Linked DNA regions of Mus musculus: region 1 is linked to region 2. The links are chromatin contacts, called in public promoter capture Hi-C maps. All regions are on one chromosome and are shown on one strand. The core of a region is the stretch at or near the end of the contact, and the rest is flanking DNA. Distances in the headings are between cores, read along the strand shown.

Evidence for each region. Capture Hi-C pulls out chosen DNA fragments and counts their contacts.
Region 1: a promoter capture Hi-C map of liver shows a contact between it and region 2, with 8 times the contacts expected there. The contact joins the promoter of Zfp28 here to the promoter of Zfp418 in region 2. A contact is called at or near these places in 14 of 39 promoter capture datasets (the 3T3-L1 cell line, 3T3-L1-derived adipocytes, the C10 cell line and 9 more), 1 of 15 datasets of contacts at CTCF or cohesin (large pre-B cells), 4 of 115 datasets of contacts at active chromatin or transcription factors (bone marrow-derived macrophages, embryonic limb bud and embryonic stem cells) and 5 of 9 other capture datasets (adipose tissue, embryonic stem cells, liver and 2 more).

The regions. Positions count from the first base shown.
Region 1 is chr7:6,382,040-6,385,323 of GRCm38.p6, reverse strand. It overlaps Zfp28 (zinc finger protein 28), which reads right to left and starts at 2,006. Exons shown (of 7, transcript NM_175247.3): 1 at 1,723-2,006; 2 at 1,058-1,149. The coding sequence starts at 1,930. It overlaps Zfp78 (zinc finger protein 78), which reads right to left. Exons shown (of 5, transcript NM_001025163.1): 5 at 2,719-3,284.
Region 2 is chr7:7,169,751-7,172,690 of GRCm38.p6, reverse strand. It overlaps Zfp418 (zinc finger protein 418), which reads right to left and starts at 1,338. Exons shown (of 4, transcript NM_146179.2): 1 at 1,133-1,338; 2 at 516-554. The coding sequence starts at 1,159.

The sequences.
Region 1 (3,284 bases), core at 757-3,256, 790 kb after region 2:
CTTGACTTTCTGTGAATTTTTCTGTTGTGGGCTCCTTGAGATCAAGAAATGTTTTTCAATTTAAAATTAGTTTTATAAATCCCATTACATTTATATGTGTGTATTTGTATGTGTGTCCAGGCACGTGTGTGAATGTCAGAGGAAAACTTCTCAGGCTCTCTCCCTCCTCCATGAGGCTCCTGGAAATCACACTCAGGTTGTCCGGACTGGCAGCAAGTAGTTTACTTCTGAGCCATCCCACCAGCCCAGTTAAAAATTGTGGGGGGTGTGTGTGTTGTATATGAGTGTCCAGCTTCCTGTGTTCTTGTCATAACCAGAATGCTGAGCTCCTTGCATTACTGCTTTGAGACAGGTTTTCCCACTGAATTAGAAGTTTACATTTTTGACTAAGCTGACTTGACCAGAGAGCTCTATAAATGTATCTGCCTCTGCTTGGAAATTCCAGTCTACAGGAACATACTTCCCTTCTTACACAGGCACTTGGGATTCAAACTCAGGTCCTTGTGCTTCCAGAGGAAGTACTCTTGCCCACTGAACCCTCTCTTCAACCCCCTAAGCAAGCCTTAACCACAATATATTTCTCCTCCAAGGTGAGCATCATAGAAACCAGGTGGAAGCACTGCAGCGTTTCTGAACATAAGAATCAGAAGAATATGATGGGAAACACCTTTAATTCCTGCACTCATAAGAGGCAGGCAGAGTTCTGTGAGTTCAAGACCAGCCTAGTCTATATAGTGTACATAGTGAGTTGCAGGGCAGCCAGAGCTATGTAGATAGACCTTATCCAAAACAAAAGACAAACAAACAAAAAAACCCTTCTGAGATAAATGGGACAATGAAAGGGATGAATCATTTCTTCAACCAAGAAGGAACAGTTGGGATGAAAAGGAAAGAGAATCAGTTTGAAGCTAGCCCTGTAGCCCATCACTCACCGGAGTAGGAAGAAACAGCACCCAGGACAGGTCTCTTAAACTGAAAACTTTTCACAGAAAATAAACACCATTAAGTATTGAAAAGGCAAGACTGTTTCAGGAAGCAAAGAGGAAATGTGACTCACCTGCGACTTGGCTTTATGTCTAGTCCCTGTAGGGGCAGCTTCCTGTTTGCGGTTTATCTCCTGGAGGAAGTTGGTATCTCTGGAAAACAGAGCTGGAGGAAAGGAAGGACTAGACACCAAATCTACACGAGACTACACCGTGCATGAGCAGAGATGCCAAACCCTTATTACCCTGTGCGGGAGTAAGGACAGGGTAGGATGTGGAATCAGGTTGTCTCTTTTCTCGTCTTACTTGCATGAATATATGTGCACCACGTGTGTGTGCCTGATGCCCACAAAGTTCAGAGGAGAATGTTCTATCCCCTGCAATAGGAGTTAGGGATGGTTGTGACTCACTATGTGGGTGCTAGGAACCTCTGCAAGAGGAACAAGTACAATGGCTAAGCCATCTCTTGTCGCACTGGGAGTTTCATTTCTTGAAGCATTGACATGGATACAAGTCTAAACTAAGTTGACCCTGTAGTTGTCAACGTCCCTCCAGCACCTCTGCCTGACTTCTCTGCCTCAAGTTGAGCTTTCGAGGATTGGTTATTTAACCATCACAATCACGCGCCCAGAGACACCATCTCCAGCACCAAGGCCTCGAGAACCATCGGACCTTACCCTTCCTTCACACCCAGAATAGATTCATCTTTGTCCACTCAGCCCAGAAACATGACACTCACCTTTGTGCGCGGTCCCCGAGGTCACTGCTCCTTGCTGATCCTGGGAGGCCAGGCTGTTCCTGGAGCGCGGCCTTCCCCGGTCGGGGCTCCCAGGAGCAACTACAGTCCCCGCCGCCGGACCTCCACCAGGCCTGGCCTTTGTGCAGAGGGCGCCACGCCCCAGGAGGGCCCAGGGTTCGCATGACACTACACTCGCCATTCCCTGCATGTCACGCGAGGGGCGCACGCTCTCCTAGCCAGGCTGCAGACACCCTTCAAGGCCGCTGCTCAGGGACACACCCCCGGCAACACCCACGCCCGCCACGCCCTCGCCAGCCACGCCCTCGCCCTGCCCAACCCCGCCCTAAAAGATCGGACCCTCAGGCAGTTCCTCCGGAACGCACCGGAAGTGGACTTTGCTTGAGCACAAGGCCCCCTGGGAAGTGTAGTCCCCAGCGGAGAAATCCTTTAGAGCCCAGCTGGTTTTTACAAGACCCTGTGGGAGAACCGCGGGACCCTGCCGGAAACACGAGTCCCGCGAAATTCAAAACAGTTCCTCAGAGGCTTCTGGGAGTCCTGGTGACAATTGGAGCGTACGAGTGCAGCGGCAGGGCTAGTGGCGCGCGATTTGAGGTTGTTTGGAGGAAGGGGAGTTGGAGGATGCTGTGAATTGGGCTGGGGCAATGCGGGCTTTTGGCAAGTCCACAGTGGTTCTGGTTGCATGTACTTTTCAGTTTGGGATTCAGTTGCTGCCATTGCAATCTTCACCTCTCCACTAGACCACCTCGACTTTAGTGCCTAGTGTTCAAAATGCCCCTCTGTATGTACTACCAAGTTTTAGGTCTGCAGGTTTCCCCAGGTTTTCTTCTGCGGTGCCTCTTTAATATGTTCACTCTTGCCTTTAATCGCAGTGCCCGGGAGTAAGAGACAGCCGGATCTCAGAATTCGAGACCAACCTGATCTGCAGAGCGAGTTCCAGGACAGTCAGGGCTACACAGAGAAACGGGGAAGCGGGGTGAGGTGAGGGGAGCGCAGTTTATTCTTTGTCGGTTTCATACATGTATATATACTGTATCTTGATCATATCCAACACATCTCCTCTCCCAACCATCCCCAATACTTCCACATTCCTTTTGCCACCCCACCACACTTTTTTTTTAAATATAGCCCTGTTAGTGCCGCCTACCAGTATACCAGTGGAGTGTGACATGAACAATCTACCAGAGGCCACATCCCCAAAGAAAAATGACTCCCACTCTCTCAGCTGCCATCATTTGCTTATAGCTCCTCAGCTAGGTGTGGAGGGGTACGCCCTTCCTCTATCAATGGCTATAATATTGATCGGCGCTGGTAATTACCAGCAATCTTGTGCTGGTAATCAGTTTCTATGAGTTCATGAGCACAACATGCCCAAAACCATTCCACAGCACTCCTTGCCATTCTCAGACTCTTACATTCTTTCTCCTTCGTCTAATACGATGTTCCCAGACCCTTGAGAAGGTATACAAGAATGTCCCATTTAGGACTGTGAGCTGCCTATTTTTGTCATTCAGTTATCATCTGAGAGAGTGTTGTGTGGCTCT
Region 2 (2,940 bases), core at 89-2,588:
CTCCATGCTTAATTTTCCCCAGAGTTGTAGATCTGTGTGACTAGCCAGCGGCTGACATTCCCACTATACTACTGGGTTTTGAAATCTCAGTCTCCCTCTTTTTGTATTTATTTATTTATTTATTTATTTATTTATTTATTTATTTATTTTCTCCCAGTATGCATATGTATGTGAGTGTACAAGTAGAAAAGCAGGGCACAATTTTCAGGAATCAGTTCTCTCCCTTTATCATGTAGGTTCTGGGGACTGACTTAAGTACTCAGGCTTGGTAGCAAGTGCCTTTACCAACTGAGCTATCTTATCAATCACTCATTCTTTCTTAGGGTCTCACCATGTATCCCAGGCTGGCTTTGAACGTGCCTTGGTCCTCTCTAGTGTTCAGACTCCAGGGATATGCCTCCATGCTAAATGTTACATTCCATTCTTAAGAACCCCCACAAAAATGAATTCCACTACCAACGTGAGGCAAGAAGTGTGGCCACACTGGTGAACTTACTAGAACACCCCACACTCACCTGTATACAGACCATACCCTTTTCTGTAGATCTGGGAACCTGTGGGAAGAAAGTTGTAAGAATCAAAGACCATGGTAAGTTTTCATGGACCTGGACCCCTGTCCAGTCCTGAATCTTCATAACCTTTTATATCTAAATTATCTCTAAACTATGCATAGTGCTGAGTCATAGCAGCTGCGGGATGTTGCACAAAGCTTTATTCTCCTGAGGGCTCCATATTATTCTCTTCCAGCCCGCTCTAACTCTGTGCAGCTTTTGGAATATTTTGAATAACCTCTAGCTACATTTATCTTCCATTCAGTCCCGCTGGCTCCTCCGTAGTGAGGGCATAGTTAATGCACCTCACCTTGCCGTTTTTTTAGGCTGGAATGCTCCCGGTTAAAGTGGCCAAACGTGATACTGCCCACACAAATCAGTCAATCACTCTTCTCTTGGTCCCACTCTTCCATGCCTCATCAGACTAGTTACGAGAAATGCGGATCCCATCCACGAGCTTGGCACTGTTCTGGACACAGGGATTAAGTTTTTCATAAGGATGTGAGCTGAGCGGGAGTCCTCAAGGGGCTCTAGGACTCAAAGTATCTAGGGAGAGGGAGCGCCTAGTATGTGGCACTTACCTGAGCCAGGTGCTTCAGCGCCGCCATCCGGCTCTGTAGAGTACGCAGGGGCCGGTGCACGGCCGCCGCGGCTGATGATGGTCTGCTTGGCCGACACCCAGTGCCTGTTCGCTCTCGTACCTTTAGTCTAACTTGCTGATTTTAAAGCTCAGAATCCTCCAAATACCAACCCATGGACAGTTAAACCAAAGACAGGACAAAATGCAGGAAGTACCGCCCAATGTCTGTCGACCTTCCCAGGCAGAAACTGCCCTCTTTGGCTCAGCAGTTTGCTACTCTGCTCTTGGCATTGTGGGTAATGTAGTTCCTACTGCTCAGGCTTGAACCAACAGCAGCCCATAATCCATCCTCACAATGATCTTAATTTGTTTCAGAATATTTCTGCAGTAAAGGAAGAGTGGGGATTTTATTTGGGATTTTATTTGGGGGAACCTATATGTATTTATAAAGGAAAACACTCCAGATGCAATGCTGACACATCTCTGACCATGCTTAGTGAAGAAATATGTTGCTACTTATGGAAAGATATTCGACACACTGTAGCATGTTTTAAATAGAGATAATTTAGCCCAAATTTTGAAAGTTAAAACAGCAGACAGGAAAAACTTTTCGAGCCTCTCTTGAGAGGTTTTGTAAGCCACTCTGCATTTAGAATGAGTGAGTTAAATATAGAGTAAGCCAAATTGAAGAATAAATATGAAGAAAGAAATACCAAAACATCTAGTTGGGAGAAAATATCCAGCAAAAACCAAACAAGGCAGCCATCTGTGAGTCCTAATGGGGGAGATCCCCCGCAGAACAATGTCCTATCAGGTAACTTCAGGAAAGAACAAGGAGCACCATAAAGGGACAACATCATCCAATCAGGTATTCACAGCACTAGCAGAAGCTAACAGGGTGGGGAGGGCAAGGTGAGGCAATGACGGAGTTCCTGACTGAGCTTTCTCCCCAGGCATGAGCTTCCTATGGCTGAATTGTTCTTTTTCAATACAATAACTTATTAATGTATTATTTGTTTCTTTGTTTTAAGACAAGGCATCACTTCATAAGCCTGGCTGGCCTGGAACTCACTATGTAAACTACGCTGTTCCCTAACTCATAGGGATCCTCCTGTCTCTGGAGTGCTGGAATTAAAGGCATGGGCCATCACTCTGGGCACATTACAGAGATTTTTATATCCTAGGAGAAACAGTAGTAAATTTTGTTAGAAATGTTCACTTTATACCTGTTCTGAAGGACACACAATTTAACATTCAGGCTGTTTTGCTTTTCCCTCTGAATGAAAATTAAGACACAATAGCTCCAGGGTATGGTGGAAGAGGAAATTTTTATTGTAGATGTAAGGGAGAGTATAGACTGAGGCATCTAGAAAGATTCAGACAGACCAAGAGAGAGAGAGAATTCAAGGGAAGAAGTGAAGAGAAGAGACAGAGACAGAGACAGAGACAGAGACAGAGACAGAGAAGGGGTAGGGGGTAGGAGCAAGCTGATCAAGAGAGGCAAGAGTAAGCCAAGAGATCCTGTGGCTGAGGAAAGAGAAATTGAGGGAACTTAAGGGAGGTCCCTGGGTTAGCGTAGGGTGCAGAGTGAGAAGTGCCTACAGGAGCAAAAGGTACTGGCTGAGACTAGAGGCCAAGCAGACAATAGTATTCTTATAGCCCCTTGTTTCTCTGGGACTTGACACCCTCTTCATCACAGAACTTGAGAAGGGAGCAGCTCAACTCCAGACAAGGGACTTCAGAAAAGCACTTCCAAGGGAGTGCTTTTTCTAAGTTGACTTCAAGAGCCTCATCAAAGAAAAGTTTCAT